3 separate regions of the Mus musculus genome follow, and regions 2 and 3 are each linked to region 1. Evidence: chromatin contacts called from public HiChIP or PLAC-seq and promoter capture Hi-C data. All regions are on one chromosome and are shown on one strand. The core of a region is the stretch at or near the end of the contact, and the rest is flanking DNA. Distances in the headings are between cores, read along the strand shown. Region 1 holds the start of Krcc1 (lysine-rich coiled-coil 1). Region 2 holds the start of Rnf181 (ring finger protein 181). Region 3 holds the start of Vamp5 (vesicle-associated membrane protein 5).

Region 1 (3,296 bases), core at 83-2,582:
GCAGTCGGGGAGTGGCAATGCTTGGCAACGGAAGCAAGTGCAGCCTGTTGACTTACACAGTAGTGTAGTATTAACCGGAAGCAGGGCCTTTAACATGGTCCAGTGGGTGAAGGGGCTTCTAATTCCAGCACTTGGGAGTCTGAGGTAGAAGGATCCTGTATTCCAGGCCAGCCTGGGAGTAAAGCAGTCTTCGGCTTTAAAAACCAAAGACCCTAGTGGAGCTTCCTGGCTCACTCGTTAAATTTCAGCCCTTGCGAGACTGAGAGATGATAGAAAGGGATTGGTGAAGGCGAGTGGAAATGAAGGGTAGACAGACATCTCCTGAAACAGAACTGATCTTTAATCAGAACTGAAGGGCTGCAGTCTCTCAGGGAAGTGAGACTATGCCCAAGTGGCACGTGTTGGGGAGTAAGGGGTTGGGTTTTGTAGGACTGAAAGGGGGGGGGGGAGGCGGAGGGAGGGAGCTTTGGGGTTGGAAGATTCCATTTGCAGGTCAGTTCCCCTGCAGTCAGGAAGTGGGAGAGGCTAGCGGGTCTGGTATGTGGATCTCCTTATCAGAAGCTTCAGCAGTCAACAGTCAACTCTGGGCTTCTCAGTCCATCTGAGGTTTTTAAGTGATTACTTCAATCCATGCTTGGGACCAGCCTGAGCTAAAGTAAGACCCTATTACACATGGGTCGGTGTGCTGCCAAGCCCCAGAAGCTGAGTTCGACTTCTGGGGTGCATAAGGTAAAAGGAGCCCCACCCTCACTCCGCTCCACACAAAATAATGACCATGTAAAGAAAACTAAAATATACTTTAGTAGTACCTGTGTGATGTTGTATCTATGTAATAGGAGCGTGTATGGTGAGCATACCGTGTGTGTGCTTTGAGGAATACTATGCACGAACGTGTATAATCTAAGAGGGAATTTATGGACTATGCTAGCTAGCAACGTACCATGAGCAGGGATGGTGCTTAATATTTAGTCTTAATATAAGAGCACAAGAAAGAGGAAAGGCAGATGTGCGTTTCTTAGATATTTTGGCCGGTGGATCCATACATTTCCAGACTCACTTTGGCTTCCGGGCTGAACCTCGTCACTAGGTTTCTTTCCTCCAATGGCAAGAAGGACCGACACCCAAGCTCCTACCCACACGGACAGAGCCGGTTAGTCCGAAATGGCGGGAAGGGGCGGAGCACACATGGAGGGCGGGGCTAGAAAATTTCCCGAGGGCTCGGCCGCCCTGCTGCGCACGCGCACCTGCGCGCCCCCGCCGCCATGGCGCTGGCGCTGTCCAGTCAGCCGCGGGTGGTGGCGGCGACTTCCCCTCAGGAAGTCAGGTCTCCGCCTCCTCCCCCCCTCCCACCCCGCCTGCTCTGCGGCGGAGGCGGCGGCGGCGGCAGCGGTGTCTCTGCCTCTCCGCCACCTCCACCGCAGCCTCTGACCCCCGGCCGGCGTTGTTGGCGGGGAGGGGGACAGTAGTTGTAGACGCCCGCCCCTGCCTCAGAGAAGGTGAGTTCCCGCCCGGCGGCGGGGGCGGCCCGAGCTCCAGCCCTCAACTCCCGCGGCCTGGTGAAGGCCGAGCGCCCCGGCCCCGCCCCGCCGCGCCTTCGAAATGGCCGACGAGAGCCGGGCGCGGCCCCCCTCGGAGCGCCTGACTCTCTCCTCAGAACCCCTCAGCATCCGCGGCGCCATGGCCGAGGGACCTCACGGCCTGGCGAGGAAGCCGAGGTCCGAGGGGGCTAGGAGAAGAGGCGGCCGAGCCGAGGGCAGTGGGGGTTCAGTGAGGAATCCCCGTCCTCCAGCGACCCCGGGAGAGAGCAGCCTCGGTTTGGTGCAGGAGCGTGGACAGGAGACTTCCCAGCAGGCCACTTAGCGACAGGCATGAGTGGGGAATTAGGGAGCTCTGGACAGGAGGGTGGGAGCTTCCAGGTTTCCTCAAGGAAGAGGAGAGGTGAGGTGGAGGGGACGGATCACCCCGAAGCTTTTCTAGGCTTCTGGATTGCCAGGAAGACGAGTTAGAAAAAAATGTCCAGACGTCTCTTGACCGTAGTAACCCGAGTTTTAGCATTTTTTGACCAGTGTGAGAGTGGCGAGAAGCAAGATTTTATTCCAACCCTACTGACTAGGAGCAGAACTGAGCTGTGTTCTGGAGTGCTCCGAGTGACTTTGGCCTTTAAAAAAAAGTGTAAGGAGAGAAGGCCTGAAGTAGACAGGAGAGGTGAAAACTCCCCAAGGGTTAGGCATTGCTTCTGCCGGCTGAGAACTAGGAAGTTAGGCGCCTCCTTCATCCCAGTTACATTTCAAAGAATTGCTTCTATAGACTCTGAAAGACCGCTGAGCTGTGGGAAATAAGCTTAAAATGAGGGGATAGTTAGAGTCTTTGTTGGGCGTGGTGCTGAGCGCCTTAAATCCCTAGCAGTGGAGGGGCAGAGGCCATCCTGGTCTACATGAGAATTCCTAGCCAGCACGAGCTATAGAGTGAAACACTACCTCAGGAAAAAAAACAAAAATGGCCTGGGACCGGGCAGAATTTGTTAGCTTTTTAAGAGTGAGCTCTACTGTGGGTAGAACTCCTTAGACCCCAGCATCACAAACACGGAGGCGTGTCATCTGTTGAGGGCTAAAATAAACAGTAAACCTGACAGCCAGAGCTTTTCCTTAAAGTGTGGCAGGGGTGTCCCAGGCACTTGACACTGGGCACCGTGTTAAATTGTGATTTAAGTCGCTTTTTATGGATGGAGGTTTGGAGAGTTTTGACATTCTCACCAACACATTTACCAAAACACAAAAGCTGTAGACTACCCCAGTAGATGTGTGTGTGTGTGTGTTATAGGTACTACACACCTGAGACAGCCTGCACCTGTGAGATAAATCTTTAAAGCAGTTTTGGAAATAATTTTATATCGTGGCATTTGATTCCCCACTGCAGAAGAGTTCAGTAAAACACCAAGAAACAGAAAAACTATTTTTAGTACTTTTACCTTATATTGCTCCTTGTCTCCAGTGTGAAAGATAATGGAAGCCAGACTATCACAGGATAATTTAGATTCCTTTTCTATATATAATACCTGTAAATATAACACTAAAAGTAACTTTTTTCATGATATCTGTATTTTATGTCCTTTCACAATTTGGAGAAGTAGCACAGGAGTAAAATAGTATCCTTAAAACATTTTTATGAACACTTCCATGTAGTAAGAATGTTATAAAAATTTATTACAATCAAATAAGTATCTTCAATCAACCGAGAATATCCTGAGAAAATTTTTTATCTGAATTTGTGTGTGTTAAAATTTCTGTCTGTCACCA
Region 2 (3,413 bases), core at 24-2,523, 1.1 Mb after region 1:
ATGGCAGGGCATCTCAATCACAGTCTCCTCCGCCTCAAATTCCAAAAGGCACACGGGGCACTTGAGATCTTGAAGAGGAAGTGTCGATCAGGAGAGCAGTTAAGGCCCAACCCAACCTCCCACTCAGACACAGGCTTGGCCTAGAACACTAACAGGCCAGATTGTTGGTGGCTAGGGGGAGTCGGCAGGCAGGCAGGTCTGGCTTATCTGCCCTAAACAGAAAAAAAAAACAAAAAAGGCCTTGTGTCCTCACCAGCCTTGGCGCTACTGATGACTGTTCTAGGGAGGCTCTCCACCACAGCCTTGGCAGCTGGTGGGGGAAGGTGGTGTTCCCAATCTACCAATCCCAGGTCCTCAAAGTCCATCCTATTAAAGAGTGATCTGAGGGAGAAAGTATAAATCAGAACTAAGGAAATCATCTAGTTCCGGCCCCCATAATCCACTGGGAAATACCTGTCCTGGCTAAAATAGTAATAATAACGAATAGTGCACAAGAGCTCCTCAGTAGGGTGGGAGCCAGAGGTGGTGGCCCATGCATTTAGTCACAACACTTGGGAGGCTGTGAGTTCGAGGCCAGTCAGGGATACATAGTGAGATTGTCTCTAAGCAAAACACACACACACGAAACAAACCCACCAGCACAGCTCTCAATCAACCCCGGCTCGCTTTTCCCTTTTTCTTTCTACCTCCCAAGTAGTTGGATTAAAGGTGTGCACTATCACTCCAGGCAACTTTCCCATTTTACTAGAAATAGCAGTCTCAAAGAAGTCGTTCAGGAATAAGCCAAAGTTGATTCCAGGACAGCAGTGAGTTTCTCTCCTTGCTTATTACTAGCAAAACACTACCCAGTTTACACACTTGGGCACAGGCCGTGTCCGCCCCCATGACAATCTTGTCCCGTGCCTCCCTTTGCTACACCCACCCTTTCTATCTTCGTCTTTCCCACGATCCCCTGGCGGGCCCTACTCATTAATAGCCCAAATTAACGACTCCGACTCGACTAATCGCGTCGCCCTGACTAACATTATTTACCCCACCTCCCAGGTTAACCCGCCCTCTCCGCCAAACCCCAACCCAGAAACCTGCCGCCCGGGGCCCAGCTCCAAGCCCCGCGCACTCTTCTCGCGAGTTCCAGCAACATATTGTTGCGGGCCTCACGCTCAGGGTTCAACGGCTCGCAGTCGTGCTCATCAAAATAAGACGCCATGGCTCCTGGGCTGCCGGGCTTGTCTGACACAGCTTTAGGTTGCCGCTGGAGAGCCGAATCCAGCGCTGGCCAATAAGCGATCGAATTTCAAGAGGAGAGCCAATCAGAGTGCTCCTGGGGTGGGCATAGTGACTCGCACACAGAGGCGGAAGTACCGATGCAGCCGCCTCTCGTTGGTTGGATAAGTCAGGTGACCAAAGACTAAAGCCAATGGGGTTGGAGAAAGAGGAAATTCCGGGGACTTTTCGGAGCCAGGATCTGAGGGCTCTCGCCGGTTTCTAGAAGTGCCAGTCCAAGCCGGAAGTATCTCTACTGTGTCTCCTTGGCTGAGTTTACCTGCATGTTCCACCTACTCCCTGAAAGGAAAATTCCCACGCATTGATTATGTTTTATGCATAAAAATGGGTGAAGGGCCTGGAGAGATGGCTCAGCGCACCCAAGTTTTAGTCCCAGCACCCACTGGATGGCGCACAACACTATTTCCAGAGGGTCTGATGCTCTGCGGGCACCAGGCAAATAAGTGACAGACAGACAGACATGCAGCAAGACACCCACTCGTATTATAAATAAATAAAGCAATCGATGGTGCATGTCTTTAAGTCTGGCACTCAGGAGGCAGAGCCAGGTGTTTTTCTGTGAGTGGGAGGCCAGCCAAGGCTAAAAAGTTGAGACCTTGTCTCAATCAATAAAAATAAAAATTAAAACAAATAAATATAAACAATAAAAGAAGGAAAATAGACAAAACCATGCATGATTAGGAGTTCAACTTGGGCAGTTTACTGTAATTCCAGCTCCAGGTAATGCCTCTTTGCTCCTCCTCCCCGGTACCTACATTCACCTGACAAAGCACACATAGTTATAAAATAAATTTTTTTGAAATTTTTGAAAAGGGGGGGAGTGACCGCCAGAGGATTGCAAACTTAAGACCAGCGTGGGCTACATAGTAAAATCCTGTCTTTAAAAAAATTCAAAGGAGAGGCATATTCAGGAAAAGAGCATTCCATAAATACCTGATTGTAATTGTCTAGTACTGTAGTGCGGCACCTCAGAGGGGCCTTAGAGTTCATGCTGAGCATCTGCTCTACCACTGACCTGGGTCTCAGAAGTAGCTTGCCCAAAGTGAGTGCTGCTGACCCACCTAGCAGGGCAAAGTGCTATCCCCCCATCTTTCTCAGAAGAGGAAGATGATAATAAACCCAAGGAAGGTAACAAGTGCTTAGAGCTCTCAAGGTGGCATACACCCATCGTCTCAGAATTTAAGAGGCCACTGGGCTTTTAGGGAAACACTGCCTCTAACAAACAAACAAACAAACAAACAGTATTGTCTTAAGCCCTGTATGTTTGTTATCTTTTTGTCAACTTGACATAAGCTAAGATCATCTGGGAAGAAGGACCCTCAAACCCTGAGAAAATGCCTCCATTCCATTGGCCTGTAGACTAGTCATTTTCTTGATTAATGACTGATATAGACGGGCCCAGCTCACAGTGGGAAGTAACACCCCAGGGCAGGTCCTGGGGTGTATAGGAAGCAGGATGAAAGAGCCGGTCAGCAGTGTTCTTCCATAGCCTCTGCTGCAGCTCTTGCCTCATGTTCTTGCCATGATTTTCCGTCCTGACTTACCTTCATGGTGGAGTATAATTTTAAGATGAAATAAACCCTCTCCTCCACAAGTTGCTTTTGGTCATGGTGTTTTAACACACAAAACAAAAAGGAAACCGAGTACCAGGACTGGGGTATTGCTGTGGACATATTATTCTTAGGAAGACCGGGAAGGATGACGAAGAGGAGCTGGGAAAGTTGTTCAAGTGCTTAGATCGAGCTGTCTTCAGGCGCACCAGAAGAGGGCATCAGATCCCATTTCTGATGGGTGTGAGCCACCGTGTGGTTGCTGAAATTGAACTCAGGACCTCTAGAAGAGCAATCAGTGCTCTTAACTGCTGAGCCATCTCTCTAACCCAAGTGCTTAGACCTTAATGAACTGTTGTGGGAACTTGGAAGATAATGCTGAGAGCACTGCAGATGACGGAGGCCTGGCTTAATGACGTTTCAGAGGGAAGCTTGTGAGTCCTTTAAAGACTCTGTTGGGGCTATTTATGAGATATATTTTCATTGAGAATCGGTGGCTCTGGGAAGCTGGTGCTAAAGAATCAGCCATGACTGCCAAAAGGCCAGTACCATTAAAAAGTGAAACCTTAGCTCTACTGG
Region 3 (3,398 bases), core at 895-3,394, 1.1 Mb after region 1:
AGGCAGGAGCATTGCTGCAACTTCAAGGCCAGCTTTGTTTACTTAGGTCATTTAAGGGCAGGGTATATAGCAAGACTGCCTCAAAAAAATAGTTAACTCCATTCAGGCACTGTGGCTCAGCGACATCGTGAGTTCTGCATCAATCTGATCTACATGAGACCTTGTCCCCCAAAACCAAACAAGCAGGCTAAATAATTTTTAGTTATTTATGGTGGGGCTGGAGAGGTGGCTCAGCATTTAAGAGCACTTGCTGCTTTTCTAGAAGATCTGGGTTCCTAGCACCCACTTGGCGGCTCACGGGTGCCTAAAATTCCAGTACAAGGTGAAATTCCCTCTTCTGGCCTCCACAGGCACTGCACACACATGGTACCCCGCACACATACATGCAGGGGAAAATTCATACACATGAATAAAATCTTTTAAAATGATCTATGGTGCTAGGAAGATGCCTCCATAAATAAATCCCCTGTTGCACAAGTTTGGGGACCAGAGTCTGACTCCCTAGCACCCACATAAAAGCCAGGCAGTCTGCCTGTAATCCTAGGGGCAGGAAGAAGGGGCCGGTCCCAAGGACAAGCTGGCAGCTAGACGAGACAAACTGGTGAGCTCCAGGTTGAACCAGAGATCCCGTCTCCAAAAATAAAGTGGAAAGCTGTTTAATAAGACACCTGACATCAGCCTCTGACTTCCACATGTATCTAAACAGGCATGTGCCCAGACACGTGAACAAGCGTGCATACCACACATGCAAAAAAATATTGCTCATTTCCATCTCTCATTTTCATCTCCTCCATCACTGTTTTGTGCTATTCCAATGGCAAAAAAGAATTTTTTTCTTAAATCATTTTGACTGAATGAGTCCCAGTGAAGAAAAGGGAAAGGAAAGGGAAATCAGTTGGGGGTGGGGGTATATATGGTAGTCAGAGGGATGGGATGCAGGAGGAAAGAGCTGGAGACAGAAAGGGGGACAAGGGAAGAAGAGATAGATGATGGAGCTGGAGACAGGCTGAAGGGATAAAATTAATGCATCCCCCAGACTCTGAACCCCCAAGGTTCTCCTGAACAGCCAGATAACCTAACCTGGCGCAGCCTTCTTTTCAGAACTTCTCCTCAAGAGCTGAGAGCCAGTTGAAAGACCATCTCTGCCCTGTACTCTCGGAAGTGGGCTCTCAGCTCCAGCCCATTCTCAGAGCCTCCCTCGGTTTCCTGGTGTGGCCTCAAAGCTTAGGGCTACCTTCCTGCCACACTTCCCTTTCCTGCCTCCAGTTCCCTAGAGATGAGGCCATCCAGGCATTGCCACCCCTAGCCAGGCCACATCCATCCCATCTTAGAGTACTAAACTTGCTTCCAGTCTGGCCACCTTCCCAGGAGCCCTGGAAGGTGGGATCCAGGCATCAGTGGTCCCTGACACTTTTGTCTTGGAAATGGCAAGTCTGCAGCAGGAGTGAATGTAGGTGACTCAACTCATGATTATGTTACTAGGTAGAGGTTAGGAAAGAGTCAGCAGGCTGGGTCACAGGGATAACTTCATGGAACTTTTATAGTAAACAACTTATTTTCTCTTTTCCCCCAGGGAAGTGTTTATCTGTCAGCACGTCAGCACGGGGCCTCTACCAGGCATCTGCTCAGGTTTCCAACCCTTGGGCCAGCTCTGGCTCCTCTTAGCCTGGGGAAGAGCTGGAGAGGTCATCGCATTACCTACCACTTCTCAGCAAAGGGTTCTGAGTGCCTGGCAGCAGCGACCATAAACATCTTCTTTAACCTCTCAAGGACCCACCAAGGTAAGTATTGCTGCCCCTACTTCACTGCGCGGAAAAGGAGGCTCGTGGAGGTTAAGTAACTTGCCCGGTATTGCCGGGAGCTGATAACTGCTCCAGGAGCGTGGGAAGCTGTAGCACCGCTCACTCTGCCCCGACGGGGCGCACTCCGAAGTCTCCCTCCCCGGTTGCCTGCAAAGTTGGGGACTAGTCCGTGCGACCAGCGTGACCTATGCCCCTGGGGTTCAGAATCCTGCTTTTTGCCCCTGCACAATCGCCCTCTGCCCCTGCCCGTCTCACCATTGCCTCCGCAGCCGCCGCCGCTGCCTGCTCGCCGGCTCCGATTCCTCTGCCCCGAGCGGCCTCAGTGCCCGCGGCCCGGGAGGAAGCCGTGGGGCGGGGCGGGCCCGCAGCCCAAGAGGGAGGGGGGCGCGCCTTCTCAGAGGTGCCCGTCCCGGGCAAACCGAAAGCGGTGACAGGACCCGTGGGGCGCCTCCTACCGGGCCACAGGCGTCCGATTTCCGATGACACCCCAGCCTGGTGAATTGGGGACCGATGTCTCTTGGATCTGGGGCTGCATCAGGAGTTAGCCCAGGAGGCGTCATTCCGTCATGCAAAAAGCATCTGTGGGAGCTATGTGCTGGAGCTGACATGAACAAGCCAGAAGTATTTGCCACCTTGGTGAGTGCGTCTCACCCGAAATTAAAAACACACCAACCACTCCAAAGTTCTGATTATTTACAGACGGAACAGGCAGTATTCTGAATACATTGTATGTCACCGAGTTATACCCTTAAAAATGGTAAGCTAGGGCTGGTGAGATGGCTCAGTGGGTAAGAGCACCCGACTGCTCTTCCGAAGGTCCGGAGTTCAAATCCCAGCAACCACATGGTGGCTCACAACCATCTGTAACAAGATCTGACGCCCTCTTCTGGAGTGTCTGAAGACAGCTACAGTGTACTTACATATAATAAATAAATAAATCTTTTTAAAAAATGGACTCGCGTTGTGGAAAGAACCAACTCCTGCAAGTTGGCCTCTGATCTCCATACATTGGGGGAGGAAGATTTTTAAAATGCTAAAGTGTTGCAGACATTTCTGTGAGCTAAAAGTCTCAATGGTGTGTGGATGGATCTCAAGTTTTGAACCAACAAGAGGCAGAAGAGGCAAAGGAGAAGATGGGAGCCAGCTTCCAAAGTGGTACTCAAGCAGAGACCATCTCTTTTGGATAAGAATAAAATACAAACTACACAGACTGTCTTGAAGAGTTTCACAGCATGAGTTTAGGACAGAGTTGCAAGCTGCTGCAAGGAAAACAAACAGGTGTTGCCCAGCCTGAGAACACACACTTTCTCTTAGATTCCTGGTGTGGGCCTTGCGGGATGGTCCTCTAACAGGTGAGGAAGATGGAGTTCTTGACGAAGAGAGATGCCGAGGAAACTGCGGCTTTTCTTGCAGAACTGGGAACTGAGAAGTCCTTTCCTTAATCTCATTGGCCCGTCCCAGCCTCAGGCCAACTTCAAGGTTAAAATGAGGTTGTTTGTAAAGAACTGTGCAAAAGGTGCAGAAAGCCTGAAGACTTGTAAAGGATACGCTGTGCTCTGAATTCCACAAAAAGCTCACGGAGGAATATATTAAGTG

The links. Promoter capture Hi-C pulls out the DNA fragments that hold promoters and counts their contacts. HiChIP or PLAC-seq counts read pairs in DNA pulled down with a chosen protein or histone mark.
Region 2: a promoter capture Hi-C map of pre-B cells shows a contact between it and region 1, with 3 times the contacts expected there. The contact joins the promoter of Rnf181 here to the promoter of Krcc1 in region 1. A contact is called at or near these places in 5 of 39 promoter capture datasets (3T3-L1-derived adipocytes, hippocampal neurons, liver and 1 more), 1 of 484 Hi-C or Micro-C datasets (pre-B cells) and 1 of 9 other capture datasets (liver).
Region 3: an HNF4G HiChIP or PLAC-seq map of pancreatic cancer cells shows a contact between it and region 1. The contact joins the promoter of Vamp5 here to the promoter of Krcc1 in region 1. A contact is called at or near these places in 1 of 39 promoter capture datasets (pre-B cells) and 1 of 115 datasets of contacts at active chromatin or transcription factors (pancreatic cancer cells).

The regions. Positions count from the first base shown.
Region 1 is chr6:71,270,345-71,273,640 of GRCm38.p6, forward strand. It overlaps Krcc1 (lysine-rich coiled-coil 1), which reads left to right and starts at 1,333. Exons shown (of 3, transcript NM_001354706.1): 1 at 1,333-1,496. It overlaps Mir8112 (microRNA 8112), which reads left to right and starts at 1,327; the gene lies at 1,327-1,457.
Region 2 is chr6:72,361,159-72,364,571 of GRCm38.p6, forward strand. Rnf181 (ring finger protein 181) reads right to left here and starts at 1,274. Exons shown (of 5, transcript NM_025607.4): 1 at 1,083-1,274; 2 at 254-381; 3 at 1-68. The coding sequence starts at 1,207.
Region 3 is chr6:72,378,324-72,381,721 of GRCm38.p6, forward strand. Vamp5 (vesicle-associated membrane protein 5) reads right to left here and starts at 2,145. Exons shown (of 3, transcript NM_016872.4): 1 at 2,058-2,145. The coding sequence starts at 2,060. Gm52494 (a long non-coding RNA gene) reads left to right here and starts at 959. Exons shown (of 3, transcript XR_003956310.1): 1 at 959-1,450; 2 at 1,574-1,781.